4 separate regions of the Mus musculus genome follow, and all the other regions are linked to region 3. The links are chromatin contacts, called in public HiChIP or PLAC-seq maps. All regions are on one chromosome and are shown on one strand. Each heading gives the region's core, a stretch centred on a gene start, on an enhancer-like site or on the middle of the called end of the contact. The rest is flanking DNA. Distances are from core to core; before and after follow the strand shown.

Evidence for each region. HiChIP or PLAC-seq counts read pairs in DNA pulled down with a chosen protein or histone mark.
Region 1: a FOXA1 HiChIP or PLAC-seq map of pancreatic cancer cells shows a contact between it and region 3. The contact joins the promoter of Fosl1 here to the promoter of Gpha2 in region 3. A contact is called at or near these places in 2 of 39 promoter capture datasets (hippocampal neurons and liver), 1 of 115 datasets of contacts at active chromatin or transcription factors (pancreatic cancer cells) and 1 of 9 other capture datasets (adipose tissue).
Region 2: a contact with region 3 is called in a FOXA1 HiChIP or PLAC-seq map of pancreatic cancer cells. The contact joins the promoter of Ppp1r14b here to the promoter of Gpha2 in region 3. A contact is called at or near these places in 1 of 39 promoter capture datasets (liver), 4 of 115 datasets of contacts at active chromatin or transcription factors (bone marrow-derived macrophages, extraembryonic endoderm stem cells, large pre-B cells and 1 more) and 1 of 9 other capture datasets (adipose tissue).
Region 4: a contact with region 3 is called in a FOXA1 HiChIP or PLAC-seq map of pancreatic cancer cells. The contact joins the promoter of Trpt1 here to the promoter of Gpha2 in region 3. A contact is called at or near these places in 1 of 39 promoter capture datasets (embryonic stem cells) and 4 of 115 datasets of contacts at active chromatin or transcription factors (bone marrow-derived macrophages, extraembryonic endoderm stem cells, large pre-B cells and 1 more).

The regions. Positions count from the first base shown.
Region 1 is chr19:5,446,404-5,449,103 of GRCm38.p6, forward strand. It overlaps Fosl1 (fos-like antigen 1), which reads left to right and starts at 1,295. Exons shown (of 4, transcript NM_010235.2): 1 at 1,295-1,652. The coding sequence starts at 1,548.
Region 2 is chr19:6,973,662-6,976,361 of GRCm38.p6, forward strand. Ppp1r14b (protein phosphatase 1, regulatory inhibitor subunit 14B) reads left to right here and starts at 1,387. Exons shown (of 4, transcript NM_008889.2): 1 at 1,387-1,845. The coding sequence starts at 1,588. It also overlaps a transcript of Plcb3 not described here.
Region 3 is chr19:6,225,099-6,227,798 of GRCm38.p6, forward strand. It overlaps Gpha2 (glycoprotein hormone alpha 2), which reads left to right and starts at 1,303. Exons shown (of 4, transcript NM_130453.3): 1 at 1,303-1,327; 2 at 1,680-1,789; 3 at 1,873-2,057; 4 at 2,403-2,670. The coding sequence starts at 1,690. The coding sequence ends at 2,504. Ppp2r5b (protein phosphatase 2, regulatory subunit B', beta) reads right to left here. Exons shown (of 14, transcript NM_198168.3): 14 at 2,669-2,700.
Region 4 is chr19:6,994,693-6,997,392 of GRCm38.p6, forward strand. It overlaps Trpt1 (tRNA phosphotransferase 1), which reads left to right and starts at 1,439. Exons shown (of 7, transcript NM_153597.2): 1 at 1,439-1,832; 2 at 2,004-2,085. The coding sequence starts at 1,773. It overlaps Nudt22 (nudix (nucleoside diphosphate linked moiety X)-type motif 22), which reads right to left and starts at 1,345. Exons shown (of 6, transcript NM_026675.2): 1 at 1,316-1,345; 2 at 550-1,043; 3 at 1-77. The coding sequence starts at 1,026.

The sequences.
Region 1 (2,700 bases), core at 45-2,544, 780 kb before region 3:
GAACCCCAGCCTTTGTTCCCAATGAAGACAGCCCAGGCCTCTGCTTCCCTGAGGACAAGTTTCTTCAGTCTCCATTGAGATGGAAGAAATCAGAGAAAGAGTTTTGGGACCCATGCTCTCCCAGTCTGCCATTCTTCGTGTACGTACAATGTAAAGGCTTGAAGCTCATGGCCTGACTTGGTCACCAGACTCAGCCACTTACTCAGTGGCCTTGAGCAACTCATTTCAATACCTGTCAGCCTCAGTTTTTCCCATCTGAGAAGTGGGGGTTATGATGGCATTTACCTCCTCAGCACACCTGGTCAGGACCTCACCCGTATCAAGGCCTTTCACATACTTCCAAAGTGGGCTGGTGACACACATAGTACTGGAGGAGTGCCTCCAGTCAGACCTTCAGTCAAGAAGCCTTACTGACTGTGTCTCAGGACACCTATGTCCTTCTGTAGGCGCTCTCTGCCTGTAGAGGCCTGGATTAAAGCTTGTGATAGCTCCAGAGACGGTCTCAAACATGTAGCGCCTTCTATCTGTGGGTACACTAAATGCCACTTCACGTAGTATTCAAATATAACAACATTTCATAACCCTGGTTTGTCAATAACCTTTCAGTCTATCAAAAACCTTGACAACAGTTGAAACTGGGTGTGGAGGGGCACATTTGTAATGTCTGCCCTCCACTTGAGAAGTGAAAGCAGGTTATTCTAAGCTACATAAGGAGTTCAAGGCCAACCTGCACAACAAGAGACCCTATCTACAAAAGCCAGGTGTGATGGTGGCACAGTCCAACACTTGAGAGGTGACGGAAGGATCAGGAGTTCAAGGGCAGCCTCAACTAGATACCTGAGACCCTGTCTCAACCAACCTCCCTCCACAAACCACAAGCAAAGCAAACTCAACTAAAGAAACTTCTCACCCCACTTGAGAGGAGCGGTCTTAAGTCAGGACTGCAGACTTGGGTGACAGTTGGAATGATTCTCTCCAGGTAAATAATGATGATGATAATAATAACCCATATTTATAATTCACTTCCCAGCTTTCAGACACTCTCCCCGTTCTTCTTTCTAAGTCTTGGCGCGAGGCCAGGCGGCCACAGGATTTTGTTTCGCCCTGTGTTGGGAACCTTGGCTAGTCTGAACGGGGCGGGGCGCAGTTGCAAGCCCCAACTTCGGCAAGGTGCGTCAGGGGGAATCCTCGGTGCACCTGGGCGCGGCAAGGAAATTGCACCATGTATGGGCAGCTGCGTCAGAGGGGGGCGTGGCCGCCGCGGATGCTAGGGGACGCCAAGTCGGTCGCTTTCTGTCTGTAGAGGCGGCTTGCCACCCGAGCAGAGGGTCGTGAAGTTCCGAGCGGACCGGTCCACAGAGGTTCATCTGGAGAGGTGGGTCCCCTGCGAGGTGAAAGGCGCCGCTGAGACACGCCCCCACCCCCCGTGGTGCAAGTGGTTCAGCCCAAGAACTTTTCATTCATAAAAAAGACCAGACTCCGAGAGGCGCGAGTGAGTCAGAACCGCAGCCGCCAACGCGGACCCTACCGAACATCCAGCCCAGGGCATGTACCGAGACTACGGGGAACCGGGACCGAGCTCCGGGGCTGGCAGCCCGTACGGTCGCCCCGCGCAGCCCCCGCAAGCTCAGGCACAGACCGCCCAGCAGCAGGTGAGACTGGCCGAATCGTCGGGGGGGGGGGGACCTGAGTTTGGACAGCATCAGGGATGCTGGGATTAGTCTAGTTTGCTCCGGGATTTGGACTGGGGCCCCGAGCAGCATCTGACTCTGGTGGTCGCGACCGAGGATCCTGCACGTTCTGTGTGGTCGGGGAACCTATGTACCCGGTGGCCAAGGGGACGAGCGCAGCGGGAAGCGCGAATATCTGCGAATTCCCCTTCTCGCTCGCCCGTATCTCCCTAGCTGACTGTCTTTCTGCCCCTCCGTCTCCGTTACGGTCTTACATTTCCTCCTATCTGCCCCTAATACGCTGTCCCTCTAAATACCTGCCCCATCCCTGCCTGGACAGGATCAGAGGTGTTCTCCATCTCCAGTTAATAACTGGGACCTGGGGTCTGGGCACATAGAGACGGGGTCCATCAGAACTCAGCCGGGACAGAGAATTCTTAGCAGCCTGTCCGAGGCTGTCCGTGTGTTGCTCTGGTTGTCCGTGTCCCTTTATCCGGTCAAGTCCTCATCTCTTTGTGCGCAGTATAGAGCCCATGGGCCCCAGGCAGTGGTTCCGAGGGGTTCCTGGAGACCACGAAGTGTTGGGATGTGCGCGGGGTCACCTGCCCGGCCACACTCGCGCTCCACATTCTCGGCACCCGACGTCTCTCACTGCTGGATAGGGGCACTTGAGAGGTTGCAGGTGTCCATTTCCTGTCGAGGGGCCGCGAGCACGTGTCGCCAGGGGAGGGAAGGAGCTGCGTCCGTTTCGCCGAGTCACAGCGGGCCGAGTCACTGAGGCTGAGTCACCCTGGGTGCCCCTCCCTTCCTGGCCCCAAACGGCCCCTAAGGACCGACGACCTGGGAGCGAGAGATGCCCCTGGCAGTGCTTCTAGCCCAGAACGGGGGTCACTGAGATGCTGGGTCCCCCAGTATTGGGCTGGGGACATAGCTGTCCAGACTTGCCTAAGCATGTGAGGTGCTTCCTGGACTGGAGGGGCCCCACATCCTTAGCTCACAGAGCTTGAACCCAGTTTTCTCTCCCAGAACG
Region 2 (2,700 bases), core at 137-2,636, 750 kb after region 3:
TTGTCATACAGCCCGGGCTCAAAATCCCAGCTCCCCCTTTATATAGCCCTGTGACTTAACTATGTGCTCTCACAACTGAAGTGTCCACGAGTTTTCCCGTTTAATGTTCCCCACAGCCTTCAGAGGAAGTCCATCGGTCCCCCCCCCCCCACCCACCACCTCTTTTCGGTCGTTTGTTCAACCAATAGGATGGAGAGTCCTTTGCCTGAGTCTGAGAGTTTTTCGAGCTAGAATTCGGTATGGACCTAATAGTGTCCTAATGCCTGTAGGTTTGACAAGGAGCACGCTGACCCAAGCTAAGGTATCAGCAGAGTCCTCAGAGCTCTGGCCCACCAAATTTTCGCTTTCTAGCAGAAAGACAAAGGAATGAATGAAACAATTTAAAGATGCAGACAGAATAAAGGAAGACTGGAAGGTGGCCTCCTAAAGTGTGAAGGATCGAGAAGTTACTGGGTGAACTAGCTTGCTGTCCCTACAGCAGAACAGGCAGGGGTCCCAATAAACGCTCATTTGGGGTCAACTGCTATTATTACCTTTATCATTGTGAGTTTTGGCTTCCCCACATGCTAGCTCTTTGCACCCGAGTTTCCTCCTTTGCACACGCTCAAGCTGCGGGGCGCCCAGGGCCTCGCCCAGCACAATCCTGCCAGCTCAGAGGGGCGCGCCCCAAACAAGTTTGCGCTTCAATGCGGGCTCTGCAGCTGGGAGGGGCAGCATCGACGAGCCGCTGACTACATTGCCCACAATACCACGCGCGCCGCCATCTCAGCCGGTGGGCGGTGGTCGTCCCAGTCCTGGCTATTGTAAGCCAAACGGCCAAATCTACACGCCCCCACCCCGAGCTCTTCCTTGAGGGGCGTGAGACCAGACCAAGTAGGGCATCCCGGCCGGCACCTGGGCAGTGCCTGGACCCCTTTACACCTCCGATCCCCGGAAGCCCTGTCCACGTGTCGACCCATGCGCGGAAGTTCTCTCGCCCCTTGATGACCAAGGGTCCCGCACGTTCCTCACCGCATCTGCGCCCACACCGTCTCATGCCTAGACTGTCTGTTTCTACCTTAGTGACAGAATGAAACAGGGTCAGAAGAGGACTATGGTCCTAGTGGCGTGAAGATCCAGGCATCCGACACCTAGAAGTCTAGGTTTGAGGCCAGAGGTTAAGTTATAGGAAACCGGACAGACAGTCCCCAAACCCGGCAAAGTAGATCCTCCCCTATCCCCTTTCAGGAGGCGGGGTTGGGGAGAGGGGGCCTGAAGCGGGGCTGGCCCTTTAAGGGGGTGTGGTCGGGGGGCGGGGGAAGAGAGCAAGACAGAGAAAGCGGCAGCGGCGGCGGCTCGGGCGGCGGCCGCGGGGGACAAAGGGCGGGCGGATCGGTGGGGAGGGGGCGGGGCGCGGCCAGGCCAAGCCCGGGGGCTCCGCATGCTGCAGCTGCCCCCGGGCGCCCCCGCCGCCGCCCTCGCCGCGGAGCTGCGCGGAACGGAGCCCGCGAGCTAACCGGAGCCAGCGGCCGGGAGCCAGCCGGCGGGCGTCCGGGAGGCGGCGGCGCAGGGAGGGGCCCGAGCGCGCACGTGGCCCCGGCGGCCGCCATGGCGGACAGCGGCCCCGCGGGGGGCGCGGCGTTAGCTGCCCCGGCCCCCGGGCCGGGCAGTGGCAGCACAGGGCCCCGAGTCTACTTCCAGAGTCCCCCTGGGGCCGCAGGCGAAGGCCCGGGGGGCGCTGATGACGATGGCCCGGTGAGACGGCAAGGGAAGGTCACCGTCAAGTACGACCGCAAGGAGCTACGGAAGCGCCTCAACCTGGAGGAGTGGATTTTAGAACAGCTCACGCGACTCTACGACTGCCAGGTGTGCTCCCCACCCCGCGCGGATACCCTAAAATCGGCCCTAAGTCGGTCTGTCTCCAGAGTCAATGGGAGCTCTGCTGCCAAGCCACCGGTCTTGCACTCGCCGCTCCCAGTGAGTGTGCGCTCTTTCTTGCCTGACCTAAGACACTCTAGCTTTCTCCGCTGCCCGGGACCTTGCGTCCTTCGTGGTACTGCCTCAGGTTAAGCATAGTGTCCTCGCCGAGTCTAGAAGAACTAGATAGCCTGCTGGAGGCAGGGGTCTAGCTTGGGCTAACAGTGAAAGGTCTAGTCTAGTCTGGGCTAGCATCGACACTAGTTGAAAGGTACTAGTTTAACTGTCTCAAGTGTTACAAAGGATCTGAGGAGTTGTTGTGGGCTAGCCTGCCATTCTGTCTACAGAGACAGGTTAACCAGCTCTCCCAGCTCTGGTTCTCCACCCCATGTTCCTTGCTTGTTCAGATGGTGACTCAGGCCCCCAGGGGTAGGGTGGAGGAGTGGGCCTGCCCTCTAATGCCTACCCTAGCCCAGCCCTGGAATGCAGCTGGCTCCAAGTGTGATAGCTGTACCCTTGGGGAGGGGGGTGTACCCCTTTCTCCTCAAAGCATGGGCTCTTTGTTTCCCCTTTATCAAGCATGGGTCTTTCACACTGACCCCTCACCCTCACTTCCTCCCCCCCCCCCCAGGAAGCTGTGACAGGTGTTTGGGGGAGGGGAGGGCTGTGATGAACTAGGACAGCTGGCCCACCAGTGCTCTGGTGAGCCGGAGGTCCCGGATGCTGAGAAGGCACATCTGCTAGGTTCAAAGCCCAAGGTCCCCAGCCCTGTCTGTCTGGCGCCCCTGGTGCCCACTGGCAGGG
Region 3 (2,700 bases), core at 53-2,552:
GCCCTCGAGCTCTGGCAGCTGTGGGTTGTCCCACTCTTCTAAGCAGGTGAGTAGTCTAAGCGGGGCTGCCTATAATCACCACAGACCTTGGTCTGGGTGCTTCTTCACTCAACCTCCAGCTAATGTTGACTAAGGGCTTTGTTATTGCTTGCTTGCTTGTTTTATGGTGCCAAAAATACATGGAACTCAGAACCCTAAGCTTCCAGGCAAGCGCTCTGCCACAGAACCACACCCACAGCCCTCAACCTGTCACATTCTTGTCCTAGGTGTAACTTAGCACCATGGATCCATAGTATGATATGTGAATGAGGCTTTTAGTAGGGCGCCTTTCCTCTGTAAGCAGAGTTAGACTCAACAGAGCCAGAGGTTGGAGTCCAGCTCTGCTTTTAATGTAGACTGGTCCCTGCTATTCCAGGGACTAGGGAGACTTTCTAGCTCAGAATTCTACTCTGCAACCAGCCACATGATAAGGAAGCACTCCCAGGACTCTGGGAGACCGAAATGGCCCTACCCCTAGTCTGCCAGCAAGCACAGCTTAGGTGCCCTTGAACAAAACAATCTTGTTCTTGGACTGGGGATGTAACTCCCCTGGTGGAGTCCCTCCTTAGCATTCATAAGGCCCTGGGCTCGACCCCAGCACAGCATGAACTGCATGAATATGGTGGCTCCTGCCTGTGACTCCAGGGCTTAGGAGGAGGAGGAAGGAAGACCAAGCTCAAGGTTGCCCCTGAGATGTATGAGATGGTCTTTTAAGAAAAAAAGTTGAAAGCCGGGTGGTGGTGGCGCACGCTTTTAATCCCAGCACTTGGGAGGCAGAGGCAGGCGGATTTCTGTAGAGCAGGCCAGCCTGGTCTACAGAGTGAGTTCCAGGACAGCCATGGCTACACAGAGAAACCCTGTCTCAAAAACAAAACAAAAAAAAGTTGATTTTCAGCCCCATTCCTTTGTAATCACTAAAAGACATAGTAGTTTTTCAACAGAGAATGGCTGATCAGGCAAGAGTCCTGCCTAGGCTCACAGAGGATGAAGAAAATCCAGCTGCCCACAGGTCACACTGGGCCACTCCTGGGCCTGCCTCACTCCCTCTAGTATTCAGCACTAGACAGCCTAAAGAGAAAGGGAAATGTCAGTGGAGACTGCATTCTGAAGAAACCACAGACCCTGATCTCCAGGTGGGACTGTGCGGAGGCTTCAGGCTAGGAGGGGCCTGAAATCTGATATCTGGGAGGGCGGGGCTCTAAAACACCAGCAAATAAAAGCCTGGAGAGCCAGCTCCAGTTTGGAGACCAGCAGGAGGCACCAGGAGTCTTCAGTTGCTGTTGGACTGGTAAGCTGCTGAGGCTGAGGAGGTGGGGCCAGGAAGGGAGGGGTGGAGCCAGGGAGGGTGGGGTGGTGGGCCAGGGCCTTGTAGCCAAAGTGGCACATAGATGGGGAAATTGATATGTACCGCAGATGGTGAGGACATTCCAGGGGAGAATGCATAGGATGACATATAAGTGGCTATTCACACCCTTCCAGAGTAGCTGAGGCAGGGAAGCAACCCCCCCCACACACACACATTCCTACCAAAGGCAGAGATGATAAAGACCACTACCCAGCACACCTCACCAATAAGGAGACCCAGAAGCCTGGCTTGCTGGTGGAGAGGCACAACTTCAAAGACTTCCCTTCCCACCCAGTCCTTTGCAGATGCCCATGGCACCACGAGTCTTGCTCCTTTGCCTGCTGGGCCTGGCAGTCACTGAAGGGCATAGCCCAGAGACAGCCATCCCAGGCTGCCACTTGCACCGTGAGTAACTCTGCTTGGGGAGCGGATGGACGGGTAACCCGGCCAGCACGGCCTTCACCGGCTGCTCCCTTCTCTGCTTCCAGCCTTCAATGTGACGGTGCGCAGTGATCGCCTCGGCACTTGCCAGGGCTCCCACGTGGCACAGGCCTGTGTAGGACACTGTGAGTCTAGTGCTTTCCCTTCCCGGTACTCTGTGCTGGTGGCCAGTGGCTATCGGCACAACATCACCTCTTCCTCCCAGTGCTGCACCATCAGCAGCCTCAGAAAGGTAAGGGGCCTGAGCCTGATGGAGCGTGAGGGTGGGGACCCAGGGGCCTGAGCCTGATGGAGCGTGAGGGTGGGGACCCAGGGGTCCGAACCTGACCTGGTGTGAGGGTGGGGACCCAGGAGCCCGAACCTGACCAGGTATGAGGGTGGGGACCCAGGGGCCCGAACCTGACCGGGGTGTAAGGGTGGGGTCCCCCAGGGGCCCGAACCTGACCGGGCCATAAGGGTGGGGACCCCCAGGGGCCCGAACCTGACCAGGTGTGAGGGTGAGGACCCAGGGGTTCGAACCTGATGGGGGCGTGAGGGTGGGGTGGAATGGGAACAAACTTGGGTCCTCCTCCAACAGGTGAGGGTGTGGCTGCAGTGCGTGGGGAACCAGCGTGGGGAGCTTGAGATCTTTACTGCAAGGGCCTGCCAGTGTGATATGTGCCGTTTCTCCCGCTACTAGTCCCCGAAGGGCTCAGGCTCCGGTCCTGCCACTGACATGTCATGGGTATCTCAAACTCGGGGCTCTGACCCTCTTTATCGTCTGTGAAGATGAGGTTGGCCCTCTCAGCAGTCTCCTTGCTACATTCTCCTTCGCTCCTGTCCTCAATAAAGCAAGCAATGCTTGAGTTTCGCTCTTTATTAAATCTGCCCCCAGC
Region 4 (2,700 bases), core at 189-2,688, 770 kb after region 3:
ACACTGGAGAAGAGTTCTCGTACCACCAGCAACCCGGGGAGGTCCTTGTGCCGGGGGATGCCACCAGAGCACAGGGCCTGTGAAAAGTTGAGGCTCAGATTTCATCTATGCCACTTCCCACACCGCCGCTTTTCTCTTGCTGGGCATGGAGGCCTGGAGCAGACTCAGTGTGAGAGTCCTGGCAATCCCTAACCCAGGCCCACCTATTCCAAGGAGAGCAATCGGAAGCCCAGCTAGGAAGGATTACATGGATCGGATAAGAAGAGGCATCCTCCCTTCAGTCTCTCCTCCCATGTTCCCTAGCTTCCATAGGTGTGTTCCAGCTTAGATTTATGGCTGGGGCTCCCAGATGGCAGTGAGCACCTTGTTTCCTCCCAGTAGTGGTGGAGAGTCATGGGTTGTGCTCAGCTGGGCCCCACATTCTCCTGGACAGCAGAGCATGCGCCTGCAGGCTCAGAAATACCAAGCCGGTTTTCCCTTTATGAGAAGAGGAAACCAGGACCAGGAGTGCTTGGATTTTGAGCCTTTGGACCTAGCCAGTCATCTTACCTGAGGTTCAGGGTGCCCACCGGGTACATCCACCAGTCCGGGAGCTTCCGCTACCTGCTGAGAGCGGCGCAGGAAGACAAGGAAGTCGTCAGCTGTGACCAGTGCGGCACCCACCCCCAGTGGGTCTGCCAGATAGGCTTGCTTGTCACCCCAATCTGCAGCGCCCTGCTGTCGCAGCCAGGAGGCTGAGCTGGACCAGTTGGTGCCCAGGAAGTCCCGGTAGGAAGTTAGACCCAAGTGCAGGAGCAGCTGTGGCTCAGGCGAGCTGGACACCAGTGTGGCTGAGTGAAGGCGGAACTTGGGAGCATCAAAGATCCAAGGTTGGGCCTGTTGCCGAGTCTCCCAGATGGCAGTGATGGCCTTGTCTCCTCCAGGCAATGGACGACGGTCATGAGCCGGGCTCAGCTCCACTGCTACCTGCTCCTGGGAAAGTCCCCCAAGAGGGCACAGCAGCAGCAGGGACACCTCGGGGTCCATAGTCTGACAGGGCAGCTCTGGCAGAGGACACAGATGGCCATCCTGTCACTCTAGGAAACGAGCTGACCCTCTCTTCCACAGAACTCCTGAGTGCTCCCCAGTCCTTTTGCAGATCCCTGACTACTTATTGCGAGCATCATTCCAGCAAGAGTACTGAGCTCAGCAGGCGCCCTGGAATCCTGCTGTCCCAAACCCCTAAAGCCTCTGGCAACCCTACCACCCAGCAGCACTAGGTCCCCAAAACTCTCAAGGCCCCCGCCCCCCCCCCCCCCAACTCCAGGAGTCCTACCTCCAACCTGGACACGCTTGATCTACTCCCAGGATCTGGAAGCTTGATCTCGGAATTTAGCGGCTGGCCCGGCCCCCAAAGTCCACCCCTTTCCCCAAGCGGAAGTACCCGCCCCTTTCTTTCCTGGCTTCCCATTAGCCAGTCCGTGTTCAGGTCCGGATCCCGCCCTCCGCAGTGGAGCCCTTCAGATCTATGCAGACCCGCCGACCTACTTGTCAACGCATACGCCAGCCCGGTGCCCGGGGCAGCCGTGCTGTGATCTGATTTCAGGGCCCGGGGTCTGGTCCGGATCCCTCGGGCCTCGAGGCTGCCAGTGTGACCTTGAGCAAGTCTCGCCCGCTGGGCCTCAAGTTCCCTTGCTGAACTAGGGTGGGATGAGCAGTGCGGTTCTTATCCTGAGCTTTTGTAACTTTCTGGGCAGAGAACCCACACTCCCTGCTCCCTACAGGTCTTGATCATGAACGCCCCTGGAGGAAGGAGGAAGGAAGGTAGAAGGACTCATAGACCCCGGGAACAGGTGCGCACCTTTCCAGCCTTACCCACAACGCTAGGACATGGGAGAGACCCTCTGAGCCTTAGCTTCTTGGTGGGGTAGACTGCAGCACCATGGGCGCTGTTCTAGCCTGCCTTAGCAGTAGGACATCCAGGGCTGGCTACTGAAACTCAGATCATCACTGGACTCTTTCAGGACCGAAATGTGCAGCTGTCTAAGGCTCTGTCCTATGCCCTTCGCCACGGGGCCTTGAAGCTGGGACTTCCCATGCGAGCTGGTAAGTAACCATGCTGGAACTGGGAGGAATGGTGGGAGCCCAGAGAGCAACTGGAACCTCTGTCTCCTCGACTTTAATTCTTAACATTGCCCCAAGAGGAATGCAGAATAGACACACCCTCCAAATGTACAGGGGAAAAAATGTACAAGGCCCAGAACCTCTTTCATATCCTCTGGAAGAGGAGCCCCTGTCTAGGCTGGACTTCATGATGTCTCTTTCGACCAACTGGCCCAATCAACACTTCCCAAGGATGGACAGAGGAGCATACTGAACAACTGATGTTTATTGAATGGCCGCTGTGGGCGGATACTTAGTGCTTGCTATGTTACTCTCCCTGGAGCAGACACACTGTTCTGGTTTCTTTTTGTAGTGTTTTGTTTGTTTGTTTGTCTTGGTTTTGGTTTTGGTTTTTTATGTGCATGAGTGTTTTGCCTGCCCCACGTGCATACTTGGCTCTCGCAGAGGCCAGAAGAGAGCATTGCATTCCAGTGGGACAGGAATTACAGGTGGTTGGGAGCTGCCGTGTGAGTGCTGGGACCCGGCCCCAGGTCCTTAGGAAGAACAGCCAGTGCTTTTTTTAATTGTGGCACCATCTAGAAAGCCTCATTTTTCATT